Regions from separate parts of the Mus musculus genome. Here region 2 is linked to region 1. Evidence: chromatin contacts called from public Hi-C data. All regions are on one chromosome and are shown on one strand. Each heading gives the region's core, a stretch centred on a gene start, on an enhancer-like site or on the middle of the called end of the contact. The rest is flanking DNA. Distances are from core to core; before and after follow the strand shown.

Region 1 (7,108 bases), core at 2,920-5,419:
CATCTACAGAGAGCCTTCCCCTGGAGGGAAGTGTAGAACTTGGCCTGTAGAGGGCGCTACAGAACCCCTGCTCTCAGGATCCCTTTATCATAAGACACTGTATCAATCACCTACCCTCCACCTCATCCAGAGCGTCCAACGTGGCCTTGTCATGTGGCCAGCATTCTGTCCCCACAGCTCCTGCTTCTGAGCACATCCCACATGCCAGACGCTGCACCAAGTGCTTTGCTTGTGTTGTTCCATTTTTTCCTGTCCCACAAAAAAAGGTCCTTCTTGTTACTCTTGTCTAACAGATGAGAAGCCCAAGACTCAGACAGCGAAGGTGGCTTATGGGTTCTAGGTCTTCCTGCCTCACAGCCTGCATTTTTAGCCACCATCCCAGCAAGTGCCATCATATGTATAACAGATGCAGCTTTGTCAGCCTTATTTTCATATGAGGAATCTGGTCCAAGGTGATTAACCGGCCAAGAGAGAAGTGAGACTTGAGTCCAATTCAGTGGGCACTCTTGACCGGAACTCTCAAATTCAATTTAGATTTTTCTGATAGTTCCACAAAGTCCCCAAGAGCATGTCCAGGATGACAGCCTTGAATCTTGAGGTTGGAGGCAGCAAGAGAAGACTCTGCCATCCTTCAACTTGACCCCAAACCTTTAGGAATCCTGGGAGCTTGCTGGGGAAAGGGAGGAGGCTGTTTACATACTGTGATGGATGGTGAGCTGAGCGGTGACTCAGGGAGGAGGTCCTGAGTGGAGGATGGTAGGCTGTGTGTGGCACAGACCAGGCCAGGCCATTGTTGGGGTCCCCCAGGAGGAGGAGGTTTGGGTAAGGCAAAGCTGAGTCACGGCAGCGAGATCAGACAGGGAGCTGGGATGGCCCAATGACCTCACGCTCATCTGGGTCTGGCAAGGAGTCTTAGGCCCAGGCAGGCCTAGTGGGCGCAACCTAACAGGACAAGCGCACTCTCTCCCTAGCTGCCATAACCAGGGGTTGGTTGTCCATGAGACCAGAGAGCCTCCTTTCAGGTTCACTAAAGTCTTACATTGCTGGAATTCACAAATCCTGCCTGACTTGGGAGACACTGGTATAGGACCAGGTGGCATACAATGATGAAATATAATGATACCTTTATGGGTCATGGGACTATGAAAGCTTTTTTTTCTTCTTTCGTGTGTGTGTTGTATGTGTGAGAGTACGTTAATATGTGTGCTGTTTTCTTTCTTTCTCCCCCTCTGTCACTCTGTTTATCACACATCTGTATGGATCAGAAACCAACCCTTGGTGTTTGTTGTTTATTTTAGTTTTTGAGACAGAGTATTTTACTGAGATCTGGTGCCTGCTGATTGGGCTAGGCTAGTTGGCCAATGAGTCCCAGGGCTCTCCCTGTCTCTGTCTCCTCAGTGTTAGAATTCTGAAAGTGTACCACAATGCTCGGCTTTCTTCCTTGCCTCCCTCCCTCCCTCCCTCCCTCCCTCCCTCCCTCCCTTCCTTTTTTTTTTTTTTTTTTACATGGGTCCTGGAGATTCAAACTCAGATTCTTGTGCTTGCTCAGCAAGCATTTTACCAACTGATCCATCTCCCCATCCCCAAGTTCTCTGAGTTTTGGACAACCTCAGTCCAATGGTTTCACCCAAGGAACAGAAAGCCCAAGGACTCTAATCCAAGCCCTGGTCCTTAGTCAGAGCTGAGGAGAATTGAATGAGTGAGAGGGACACCCACCACCTCCCAGGAGCCACCGCAGAATAGAGGGCCAGGGCATAGCAAACAGCCTTGACCACCCTGGCTTCAGCAGCTCATACTTCAAGTTCCCAAGTGGGGTGACTCATCCACTTCTTAAATCGATCTACCTCACAGTGGACTAGATAATGGAGACAGAGAGAGACACTCTTCCTCCAAGGACTGATAAAGTGGGCATGCCCATCAATCTACCTGAAAACTATGCCTGGTATCCTCCAGAGGCCTCTGCCTTCTCTGTCCAGTCTTCCCCAGGTCTGGGTCAGAGAAACTGTTGTCAAGGCCAGGCAGACAGCTGAAAAGAGTCTTCTCCAAGGGGAAATGGCCTTTATCTCCCCAGATAAGAGGCACTGAAGAGACCCCGTAGGTGGATAGGGCTGGGGAGGGCCTGTTGGTTTCATGCTGACCATAAAGCAACCACTTTTTTTCTGGGACATCCTCAGCCTGAGTCAACCAGGGGCTGAGACTGCTTCTGAGTTCATCAGCCACTGCCCAGCCTTGAAACCCAGGCCTCGGGCACAAGGGAGGTCCAGAGCAATGACTTGGTGATAATGACAACTGTGTGGGCAGCTGTGCCCACGTGCTAAGCACTCTCCTTGTCTTCATTCATTTGATCTTCTAAATAGCCTCAGGAAGTGGACAGGGTGTGTCCTGGGAATGAGGTTCATAGAGGCCGTCAGCTGCTAGGGTCAACACAGCCAGACACAGCAGGGAAGGGTCTCTGGCTCTGAGGTTGAGGTCCTGTCTGCAGTGCAGTAAACAAACAGAGCCCACTCTGCTCGACCTGTGGTCTCTGGGACTTGGGGAAAGAGACCCCCGGGGACATCAGTACTTTCCTGTGACCAGGGGCTGGGTAGTGTGTCTGTGTTGGCCAAAAGAAAGTGCATCAGGAGCCAGAGGCTCAGAGGGCCTGTCAGTGCTTCCATCTGAGGATTCTTGGCACTTTCCTTTATTTAGGAGAGACAGTTGAACAGGGCCACAAAGTCTGAGCAGAGGGCACATGGAGCATCCTGGGAGAGGGGTGCATCACTCATGGCATTTAGTGGAGAGAAAGCAGGCTACCAGGGTCTTGAACATCAAGTCCAGAACTTAGCTTTCGTGCAATCAAGTTGGAGCAAAAGACCGTAGGAGGGAGGGCAGGGGACTGTGTCTATGGCTAGGGGGAAGGCAGGCCAGGGGGGTTCCAATCCAGTCCAGCTCTGAGGAGGTGAGATACTTCCTTCTAAGTGGATGACCACAGAGCCTGAGAAGAGTAGCCCAGGCTACCTCCTATGATGGTCTCAGGGCATGGGAATTATCTATCTATCTATCTTGAGTTTGGGTATATGTGTGTGGAAGTCAGGGTAAAATTTTCTGTGGTCAGCTCTCTTCTTGATCCTTGTTGAAGCAACGTCTGCTTGCTCCTCCTGTTTTGTGGACTCAGACCAGTTGGCCCTCAAGCTTCCTGTCAATCTCCCAGTTTTTGTTTTTGTTTTTGTTTTTGTTTCCCCCTCCGATCTCTGTGCAGTAGTGAAGGGATTATAATCTCATGCCACCACATCTACCTTTTCAACTGGGTTCTGGTCCCTCTCTATCTTTTGAACGATAGGCTGGCTCCAAACTCCAAATCCCATGGCCTCACTTTCCAGGTCTTACTGTCCCGACTGCCCTAAGCCCCATCCTCCTGCCCTCTGCCTGAAAAGAGAAGCGAGCTTAACTCAGTTTCTCTCTGTGGCTCAGCATAAGACCACATAACCCAGGAGACCAAGGTTTGTTCCTTCCTCCAGTACTGTGCTTGCAACTTCTCCCACAGCCTCTGGAGGGCGCCCTGAGGCTGACAGCTATGAGCCAGGGACCAGAACAGGTGGAATAGCCTTGGCCTTCTCCAACCTGCCTCAACCCCTATAGGAGAGAGGGAGCCCGCTTCATGCTCCAGGGGACATATGCTAAGCTTGAAACCTTACAACCAGGGCTCCAATCTCAGCCTTAGTTTCCTCTGACTGTATTATCTTAGGGAGAAAAGCCAGGTCCTTGCAACCTTGTTCAGGGGCTTATCTCCATTGTTCACATGGAGAAACCGAGGCTGCATAAGAAGCAGGGCCTCCCGCAGAGGCTCACCTACTGCCACCCTCGCATCCCAAGCCACAGGGCCCACACTGGCATTTCCCTCCGATGTGCGCGTTGGGAAACCTCGTGCTGGGGGCGCGAGCGGTCCAGCGAGCATGGCTTTGCGAGTAGGTGGCAGCTGTGGTGCTCGGCCCGCCCTTGCCTTGCCACCAATTTTGGGCAAAGCCGCGCGGCGGCGCGCTACGTGACGGCCGTGAGTCAGCTCGCAGGAATGCGGAGGACGCTTTGTTCCCGGCTTGCCAGCGGACGAACGTGCCGGGGCCGGGGCGCGGTGGGCCTGACATCACCGGGAGGCTGCACCGCAGCCACGTGCACCCGGATCAGGGCCGCCGCCAGGAGCTGGAGCCTGTGAGGGCCCCTCAGGCCCAGCCCCCCGGGAGGCCTTGTGGTACCTAGTCCCTAAATGGTGCAGACAACGCAAGTCCTTGTATGAATCACCTAGAAGCCGCTTCCCCCTGACCTCCATCCCTGCCTAATGGGATAGTCAGATGGACTGAATCCTTCAGTGGCTCATGGAGGTGATCTGGGACCTATGGAACACACATGGAGGCTGATGTAGGAGGAGGTAGCAGGGATGAGGCCTTCCCTAGCCCTGCCCCCAGCGTGGCTGGTGTTTTCCTTCCCTGGGCCTGGGCATGTCTTGCAGGCAAAAGGTGTGACCTGGCTATTTTGCCCTGCCTCAGTTCCTGTATTAGGTAAGGGGTGCAGGGCCTTGAGAAGTTTGCAAATTACTGATGGCCACACAGAAGGTCTTTTGTGTACTAGGTCGTGACTGGGTCTTTCTAAACGAAGTGTCATCTGATGACAGATCAACTCTGAGTGGTAGACACTGCAGTCTATGGATATCAAGGCTCAGATCAGAGATGAAGCCTAGACCACACACGTTCTGGTACAGCAGTTAGCAACCCAGGGCAATCTGGGCTCCTTCTTTCAGTTGGATATGGATCCTTCTTTGGGCTGGAATGACCCAGGGACCCTCCAAGCTGATGCATACTGCTCACGTTTTCATCTCTGGCACCTGGAGTGGGAGTTCTGAGGCTCCAGTGGATGGGGGCAAGGTGTTCGGAGATGGAGCAGCGATGTCTGGGCCAGGGTCCCTGCAGCCCTGAGTACATCATCACTTGCCTTTATATTTTACAAGAGTTTTTGCCTTACCCATCCCTGAATCCTTGAGGGCAGAACCAGATGGTCTAGCGTGTGGGTTGCAAGCATTGCAGGGGACAGGTCGAGTGGCGGTGGGCTGCAGGGAAGGCTTTCTGGACGGCATATTTCTCCAATATGCTCCTGCTTCTCTCACCCCCGTCCATGCTTCCTGACACCACGACAAACTTCCCTAAAGCTGGCTGGAGCCCCAGGGCCTCAGTTGGCCTGGGGGCTTTTGCAGGAGGTCATCTTTGAAGGTGCTACATCAGGAACTCTGTAGTTGAGCTGGTCTTCATGGGGACCGCACCACCTAGGAACCCCAAAGCTCCACTTGGGGCTGTTCCAACATCCTGGAATGAATTCTGAAACTCTTTGGTTTCTGTTTCTCTCAGACTAAGTTCTGTAGGAGGAAACGGAGGTAACCTTGTTCACTTTAGTGCTTAGCTTATTTCGGGGTATGTGGTGTGTGTGTGTGTGTGTGTGTGTGTGTGTGTGTGTGTGTGTGTGTGTGTGTGTGTATGTGTATTCAGTATTATCTCATTAGCCCAGGCTGGTCTCAGATTTACAAACCCAGGTTGTTCTTTTTTTTTTTTTTAATGCATCAAGTTAATTAATTAATTTGTAGACATGGTAACATATACCTCAAGCTGGTCTCAAACTTGCTATATAGCCAAAGATAACCTAGAACTTCTGAACCTCCTGTTTCCACTTCCTGGGTGCAGCCCAGGTTGTTCTTCTTTTTTTTTTTTAATGCATCAAGTTAATTAATTAATTTGTAGACATGGTAACATATACCTCACGCTGGTCTCAAACTTGCTATATAGCCAAAGATAACCTAGAACTTCTGAACCTCCTGTTTCCACTTCCTGGGTGATGGGGATTATAGGCATGTGCCACCCACCATTCCTGATTAGTGTGGTGTTAGGAATTGAACCCAGGGCTTTGTGCATGGCAGGCAAGCACTCTACCAATTGAGCTACATCCCTAGCTTTGCTCATTATCTTCTCTCCCTCCTCACATCCTTCCTTCTACTATGGTCTTACACATAGATACATCCTGGGCAGGGTGGTGCCATAGAAGTTGGAGGCCCCTGTTCTCTTTGTAGCCTGAGGTCCCTGCATTTAGGACAGCATCTTTCTCCTGTCAACCAGACTGAGGCCTCACTTGCAAACCTCTCAGGGTGTGAGCTGTGCACAGAAGCAGAGCTTGCCAGTACAATGGCTTAATGTGGGGTACCCAAGGCAAGCCTGTTCTGGGGTCTTTGAAGCTTTATGAACCCATGCATCTCTCTGTCCCTCAAATTATATGTCCATTTATGGGGAATAGGGTGCTCCCTTTTGTGAGCACTATGGGAATTTGCAGGCACAAAAGTCTTAGTACCAAATAGGCTGTTGGCTCAGTCCTAGCCTCTGGCCTTAGCCTATACCAGACTTACAGTGACCCCTATACCACCGTCACCCTTGACATTCAATGCTGTGTTAATGGCAATTCTCCTGCAGATCTCTTGCTCACAGCTCATTTGGTTCCCTGGTAAGGACATAGCATATCCTGTTTCTGCTCAGACCCAGCCACTGCAACCCAGAGATGGAGCTAGCTAGGGTCTTGCCACAGGACACCCCCAGTTGAAGAGAATCTGTAATCTGCTTCAAGCAGGGGCTGATGATCTCTGAGCCCCCATGAACTTCCAAGACCTAAGGACACGGGGTGACAGGTAAGACTAGAGCAAGTGTCTGCACGTGCCCCACCTCCTGCACAATTCCTAGCACTCGAGAGCCCCGCCTTACCCTGGCACTCCTGCCTGGATTCTTGCCTATGTGGTTTCCCCTCGGCCTCTCACTCACGTCCGCTGGCAGAGCATCTCCAGATGTCTGCATTCCTCTGACATGAAGAAGGCCACCTTGGGGCTGGGCCTGGCTAGGACACCCGTGAGTGCTGGCTAAGATGTGTGGGGACACACCTGCAGGCACCTGTGTCTCTGTGCCCATGTATGGCTGTGATCCTGTATGTCCATGTGTGTGCACTGGTGCAAAGGCACACAACGGACATGGACATTGTGTGGATATTCATGAGTTCACTTGGAGGTAGCTGGGGGTGGGGGGCGGGTGGGAGTCTACCGTTCAGTATCACA
Region 2 (6,961 bases), core at 2,831-5,330, 230 kb before region 1:
GATCGTTTTAATAATCTTGACCAGTGTTCTGGTCCCTGTCAGTGCTCAGGCAGTTACAAGATGATATCGTTTGTCTCTATGTATTGTAATAATAACAATTTTATCTGTCTTGGTGTTCTGTGAACTCCTGAATATTCCCTAGGAGGATCCCGCAGCCTGGCCATGAGTGCTGGGCCAGCAAACCCTTGGCATGGCCACCTTTTCCTCCATATTCCCACGGCATCAGCTGAGGTCTTAGGCACAATCGCACACTTCACCACATCTCAGCCCCATGGTGACTCTGGGAAGACCTTTGTCTCTGTTTTATGGAGGAGTGGCTTTTCCAATTCATGCTGTTGCACAAATGACAGAGTCTGGCCAGGTCCGTGGTGGTGCACACGTTTAGTCCTAGCTCTCCAGAGGCAGGTGGATCTCTGTTGAGTCTAAGGCCAGGCCAGTTACATAGTAAAACCCTGTCTAAAAACAAACAAACAAACAAACAAACAAACAAACAAACCAGTGTCAGGGGACATGTCAATAGAAAGTCCAGGAACACCCTAAGTCTTCCTTCTTGGTCCGGAAGTGCTGTTGCTGTTGACTGGTCTGGCACACCCTGTCCAGGCTCTGACTCGCAGCCATGTTCATCAGCACAGTTCTGTGGAGTTTGAGAGGGTGATGGTCTTGAGCTGCAGGCTTTCTAGTGACTCCCCAGTGTGCCTGAGAACAGGTGGCTCTCTTCCCTTACACCTCCGTTTCTTGCCTTCCATCCTTCCCCTCCCTTCTTTTCTTTCCTCTTCTGTTTCTCCCCAGCCCTGCCCCCAGTACAGGATGGAATTTCGAGTCTCCGACTTGCTGGGAAAATGCTACACCTTGGAGCTATGCCCCCAACCCCTCAGTTTCTTCTTCTAATGCCCTCAGAGCTCCTCACTCGGGACACCTGAGAAGAAGTACTTGGGTGGATGAGGAAGTGTGGTGTGTGGACGAATGGCTGTCTGGTAGGTGGAAATGGCTGTCTCGGGACTGTGCTGCCTTTTCTGTTTTCCCAGCTTTTCCCCCACTAGGGTTCTGGGTACCCGGAGGTCTCCTGGCCTGGTTGCCCAGCAGTAGCAGTAGCTGACATACTACACTTCCCAGTAGTGGAGTCCCATCATCTCAGCCTTATATCTTGCCATTCTGCCCTTGGGTGATGGCCAGTTTCAGCCACTGCTCCCAGCTGCTTCCTCCAGTGGCTCCATCTCTGCCTGCCCAAGTGCCTGAGGCAGGGGTCCCTCAAGACCATGCCTCGAGAGGAGCTTGAGGCACACCTTAGAAATGATCTGGTCCAGGCTGGAGAGAGAGTTCAGCCATTAAAGGCTAGACTCACAACCAAAATATAAGAAATGATATGGCTCAACTGTCTCAGGCCCAGAGAGGGGATACAATTTCTCTACAGTTACACAGCAGCTTAACCTGAGACACAAGCAGCAACAAGGTCTCCTAGTGGCTAGCTCTTCTTCCCTCATCTGGCAAGCCTAGATTTGTGTAAAGCCTGTGATTTCTGGTACATTTGATGGGTTAATTCTGTACACATTTATTGAGCAGGTTTTTGTGCTTTGTTTTGGAGGCAACAAGAAGAAGAAAGCCCTGTCTGTGTTTAGAGGACAGTTATCAAGTAGAGGTGAAAAGCAGATACTAATGACATCACATTTGTATCTAAGTAAACCTAGCAAAGTAGACAAAACACTGCCAGAAGATGGTCTGGGAGAAAGGACCTGCTAAGGAATGGGGTGGGGAGTGTCAAGATGTCTGAAGTATGAGTTCACCATGCAATCTCAGATGTCATGACCATGGAGGTATGGGTCAGAAGAACACTATCATCATGTCACCTACCAAGCAAAGAAAATTTTAGAGTAGAGCCCAAATCTCCAAGTATGTAAAGGCAATGTTGGGCAGTCATGAAGATGGACTCACGGCTGTTGTTTTTCATTTTTCATCTTGTATTATCTGTGGTCGTAGTGCTTTGAGACAGGGACTCCCAGTGGCCTGAGCTTGCCAAGTGGGCTAGGCTAGCTGGTGGCAGCTCCAGAGCTCCATCCACCTATCTCCAGCTCCCTAGATCGGGTATTACAAACACATGCCATCACACGGGCTCTTGTTTATCTTGGTTCTGGGGATAGAGCTTAGGTCATTATGGTTTCAAGATAGGTACTTTGTCTATTAAATTATCTCCCTAGCCTGATACCTGTCATTTGTGATCCAGGAGGAGCCAGTATCTTGTCCCTTTGCTAATTCACACTGCATTTGTTAACTTAGTTATATGGAAACCTACTTAGGACCTGGCACACAATAAGGGTCTTTGTGAGTACTGGCTAGTGTAGTCCCAGCTTCACAAACTGGACCTCACAGTAATAGCCCAGTTTAGGATTTAAGTTTCCACATAGCAAAGGTATCATAAACGATGAAACTTAGGGTAGAACAATGCTCTTTGGGGATCGCTTTGTCTTAAGAATGTCAAATTTTATTGACATTGTAAATCCTGGTGATCTTATGAGGAATGTGCATGTCAAACAGATGACTTCAACAGCTGCTTTGTCTGCAGCTCTGTGTGCAATAGTGGTGCAGATTTACCTTGCAGGAATTAACACAGCCCTGCCTGTAGTGAGCCAGGCTTTCACGTGGTCAGTCTCGGTGGCTTAACAAAAGGAATTAAGTAGCATGCAGGCCCAATGTATTTTTTTTAAATGAACACAAATTACCATCTATTAGGAACTAAACAGTTTGCAGAGGTTCTTTCAGATGAAGACTTTCACGTTCTTATTTTTGAAGAGAGGAAAATGTATGCCAAGATGAATAACTTGCCCATGGTGGCACATCTATGAAATAACAAAGACTGGTTTATCCTGCCAGTATCTTTGGAGGTCACAACCACATGTTTATGGTAACCTTTGAGACCATCTGACCCGGTCCTTTTTTCCTGGTGACGTTGAATACCACTGAGGGTCACTAAGATTACTCGCCAGTTCTAATGAGACAATGTGACCCTGGGTGTGGGTCTCCTGACCCTGCTTAGTGACCTCTTTGCTTCCTTATTTTAAAAGAGCCTAATACATAGACCCACTGCGCATCTCAATGCCTAGTTTGTGATAGATGCAATTGTGGGGAAAAGAGCAGTCTTGGACTTGGGCCAGAGAGATGGCTCACGGGGTAAAAGGGTAAAGGCACTTACCAATGAGCCTGGCAATCCGAGTTCAATTCCCAGAGCCCACAAGATAGCGGAGAACTGATATCTGCAAGTTGTCCTTTGGCCTCCATATTGTGTGCTGTACATAAGCACATGTGCACACACATGCCACAGACACAATAATAATAATAATAATGATAATAATAATTTTTTTAGATACTTGGACTTGTAGAAAGAGGTTCTAAAACCAAATCTTACTTCAATTGCTCACCTAGTAGCTTTAGTAACCTTAAATGAATGTTACTTCCTGGTTTCAGCTTCCATTTTCCAGATAAGGAATAAGGGCACATTGCATCTTAAGGACTGAATTAGAATGGTTGCACCAGAAGGGGCATGAATGCTGAAGACACGGGTCCCTGCCTTCTGCCCTCTGCTCTCAGGATGCACAGCAAGGCTGGCACACAGCGGGAGCTGGAGGGCAACAGGGAGCAGGCTTTGTTGACAGGCCAGACAGTGACTGTTAGGACAGCTAATGTGTCTTTGGCTCCATCTAGCTGAGTGCTCTTCTTAAGGCCATTTCAGGAGCAAGCAATTCTCCCCAGAAAGGCTGGCCTGCAGAAACAAATGATGAACAATAGGTGGCGGTAGAGACCTTTCAGGAAGAGGAGAGACCAGGAACCTGGCGAAATCTGTAGCCAGAGGTTTCACTCTTTTGCTTCTAAGAAGGGAGGGTCTCTGGGGACCGTGAGTCAGGCCATTCTGCTTCTGGGAAGGGGGAGGCACACTTTTGGCAGACGAAGTATTCACAGCCACCCTCTCAGACCTAGCTTTGTATCACACTGAGTGGAAGAAGTTAAATCATTTCCCAACGGGATATAGTTGAGAGTTGGCTCCAACCAAGGCCACTGCTTCCAAATCCCACACTCATCCCAGAGAGTTCATGCCTTCCAGCCAGTGACTCACTCTTGCAACACAGCCTCGTGCTCTCAGCAGTGGGGAGCTCTGTAGTGTTTGAGGATAATGTGCAGTCTCTCTCCGTGGTGGCTGATTTCAAGCTTTCGTAGGACATCATGGAGCTCAGAGTTGAGAAGTCAGCGGTCACTGCTCAAGAGTCTGAGTGGCTCAGCACAGGGCATCCACATGAAGAATGAGGAAGTGTGGCCTTGAACGGCTTCACCAGGCAAAGTGTAGACTTACTTTTCTTTTTCTCATTCATCCTTGAGTATGCATTTCAAATCCCCCTTTAATCCTGCAAAAGTCTTAGTCTTTGCCGCTTTAATTTTGCTTCTCTGGCAATCCCTCCGTTCCGGAACCCCTCTATAGCACTTTCCAACCTGCATCCCTGAGCTGCTAGGGCCATACAATGCTACTTGCTTCCCAGTACCTAACCTCACTTTCCTTAGCAAATAAAATCTATCCTTTAATTAGGTGCATGGCCTCTTAGAATAAAGCCACACTCTCAGTAGTTCTAGACTGAATGCAACCAGGAGCCTTGGAGAAACATCTTTAATGCAAATGAGTGTGTTGGCCCTTGGCCTGTTTCTTTCTATTTGAAAGATGTGTGAGTTGGCTGGAGTAGGGGCAGCACTGGAAGACTTTATGCAGTTGTCTTAGTCCTACACTACATAAGGCTGGACCACTCTGGAAGGAAGTTGCATCTTGGTTAAGCTATGGTTCTTTTCTATTTATCTCCATTCCAGTTTCCAAAAGCAAACTCTGAAACAAGGATTTGCATGCAAGCAGTTTACTGAAGGGATGGACCCAAGAAACACAGCTAAAAAGTCCCATGAGACAGGAAGGAAAGACTAACAAAAGATTAGGCCATGAGCAAGTTATTGCTGGATACAACTGACTCTTATCCTGACAAGACAAGGCTATGAACTGTCTTAAGGTTTTTATGGAGCTGTGACTAGACACCATGACCACAGCAACTCTTATAGAGGAAAACATTTAACTGGGGCTGGCTTACAGGTTCAGAGATATAGTCCATTATCATCATGGCAGGAAACATGGCAACGTGCAGGCATTCATGGTGCTGGAAAAGTAGCTGAGAGTTCTATAGTTGGATCAGCAGCCAGCAGGTGGACAGCGTGACCACTGGGCCTGGCTTGAGCACTTGAAACCTGAAAGCCCACCCTCAGTGACACTCTCTGACAATGCCACACCCACTCCAACAATGCCACATCTCCTAATCCTTTCAAATAATGTCAATCCCTATGAGCCTTTGGGGGCCATTTTCATTCAAACCATTAAAAGGACCCAGTGCCAGATGGAACCTAACTATCCCACCAGTTCAAAGGAAACCAAAGCATTTAGCCAAGAGCTGATGCCTTCTGCTGTTCCAGCAGCTTTTCTGGGGCTACCTGCTTTCCCCTTTATAAACTGAGCACGGCTTTGTGGTCAGAGATGCTGTCCTAAATGACTGCTTAGGTCACTCAGGGGAATGTAGGCTGTTCACTGACACTATGTACAAACCAACTTTCCCCAGAACATTATTTATTTCCTGTGTCCTATAATTTGACTCTTGCATCCTAAGTGAAATCTTCAATTCTTGCCTCCAAATACTTAATTCTGCCGTTTACCATATTCAATTGGATTTATTCTGTCTCCCGAGGTTATCTAAGTGGTATACATATATGTCCTATTTATCACTGTCAGTGTTTTCTAATGGTTTATGCTTGCTGTTTACACATCTTTAATTTATAATCTAATATTATTGCTATGAATGACTGCTATTACTGACTTTTTAGATTTAGTGCGTGCGTGTGTGTATGTGTGTGCTACATTGTACTTGTGGAGGTTAGAGAATAGTTTGTAGGAATTGATTCTCTCCTTCCACTATGTGAGCTTGGGGATCGAAGTCAGGTCATCAGGCTTGGCAGCGAGCCCCCAACACACTGCCACCGAGCCATCTCACAATCCCTATTCTTGGCTTTATTTTGAAGTTGTTTTCATATAACCCCATGACTTGCTTTTTGTCGGCAATGGAGTCATTCCTAAGACAGTGTTTTATTTCCCCCTTTGTTCTGGAACTTTCTTTTGCAGCTTTTCTGAGGTGGGATTAATGTCTTGTGGACTTCGGGTCCTTTTACACTATTTTGTGTCTATTCCAGTCTCTTCCAGAATCAGGTTTTAACCAGACAACTTTTGGGCAGAGAGTGAGGACTTTACACACCAGCTCCTGAACAGGGGTGAGCTTTGCACAGCTTTATGTGTGGCTGATGTAGCCTCACTGGCCCTAAGGGAGCAGAGGCCAGAGGGTCCCCTGCTACTAGGATTGTACCCTGGCTGTGTTCACTCCCTGTCTTTCTGGTCCACAGAGACGTTTGTCCTGTCTCTGAGCAGGGTGCTTCCTTCTCTCAGTCTGTCTTTCACACTGCTGCTCTAAGTTTGGTTCTGGGAGCAGAGATTGCAAACATGAATTTGCAATCCCATCTTGACCAGAAGTTTATGGACCCCTTAATCTGTAGAGGGAAGATGCCTGTGGCCAAGGGCAGGATTGTCCCAGGAACTGACATGCAGATTCAGGGAACAAAGGGTCCTTCTCCTCTCCCTATAAATCTCTGTTCTAGTACCTGAGAAGACAGGTCTGCAATGCATTTGAGCCTCCAGACTCCCAGGCTTGCTTTTCAATGTATCCCCGCTCTTCACCATGCTCCTACCTAGGGTCCTTACTTGCACTTCACCTCAAGGTCTCCCCTCGCTGGAGCTTTAGGTGGCCAGTTGCATTTTAAGAAGGGACTCTAGAGTAGGTTTCCATCTTTCAAATGTGCAGGAATGAAATGTAAGCGGCAGGCTGACAGAATGTGTGTGGGGTTGGTT

Evidence for each region. Hi-C and Micro-C count contacts between places; a contact is called where the count stands out from the background.
Region 2: a Hi-C map of muscle stem cells shows a contact between it and region 1, with 2.3 times the contacts expected there. The contact joins two enhancer-like sites. A contact is called at or near these places in 10 of 484 Hi-C or Micro-C datasets (the 3T3-L1 cell line, cerebellar granule neurons, cortical neurons and 5 more), 3 of 115 datasets of contacts at active chromatin or transcription factors (the NIH/3T3 cell line, embryonic basal ganglia and embryonic stem cells) and 1 of 9 other capture datasets (adipose tissue).

What each region holds. Positions count from the first base shown.
Region 1 is chr4:120,145,797-120,152,904 of GRCm38.p6, reverse strand. No RefSeq gene overlaps it. Among named protein-coding and RNA genes, the nearest start is that of Edn2, 12 kb to the left of the region's middle. Within about 2 kb of position 4,169, at least 182 of the 459 cell types and tissues checked have an H3K27ac peak or open chromatin away from gene starts, as enhancers often do. A contact at or near this core is called in the NIH/3T3 cell line, adipose tissue, cortical neurons and 2 more, where this site is marked.
Region 2 is chr4:120,378,015-120,384,975 of GRCm38.p6, reverse strand. The region is part of intron 3 of Gm36574 (a long non-coding RNA gene); the gene reads left to right. Among named protein-coding and RNA genes, the nearest start is that of Gm36574, 16 kb to the left of the region's middle. Within about 2 kb of position 4,080, at least 116 of the 459 cell types and tissues checked have an H3K27ac peak or open chromatin away from gene starts, as enhancers often do. A contact at or near this core is called in the NIH/3T3 cell line, adipose tissue, cortical neurons and 2 more, where this site is marked.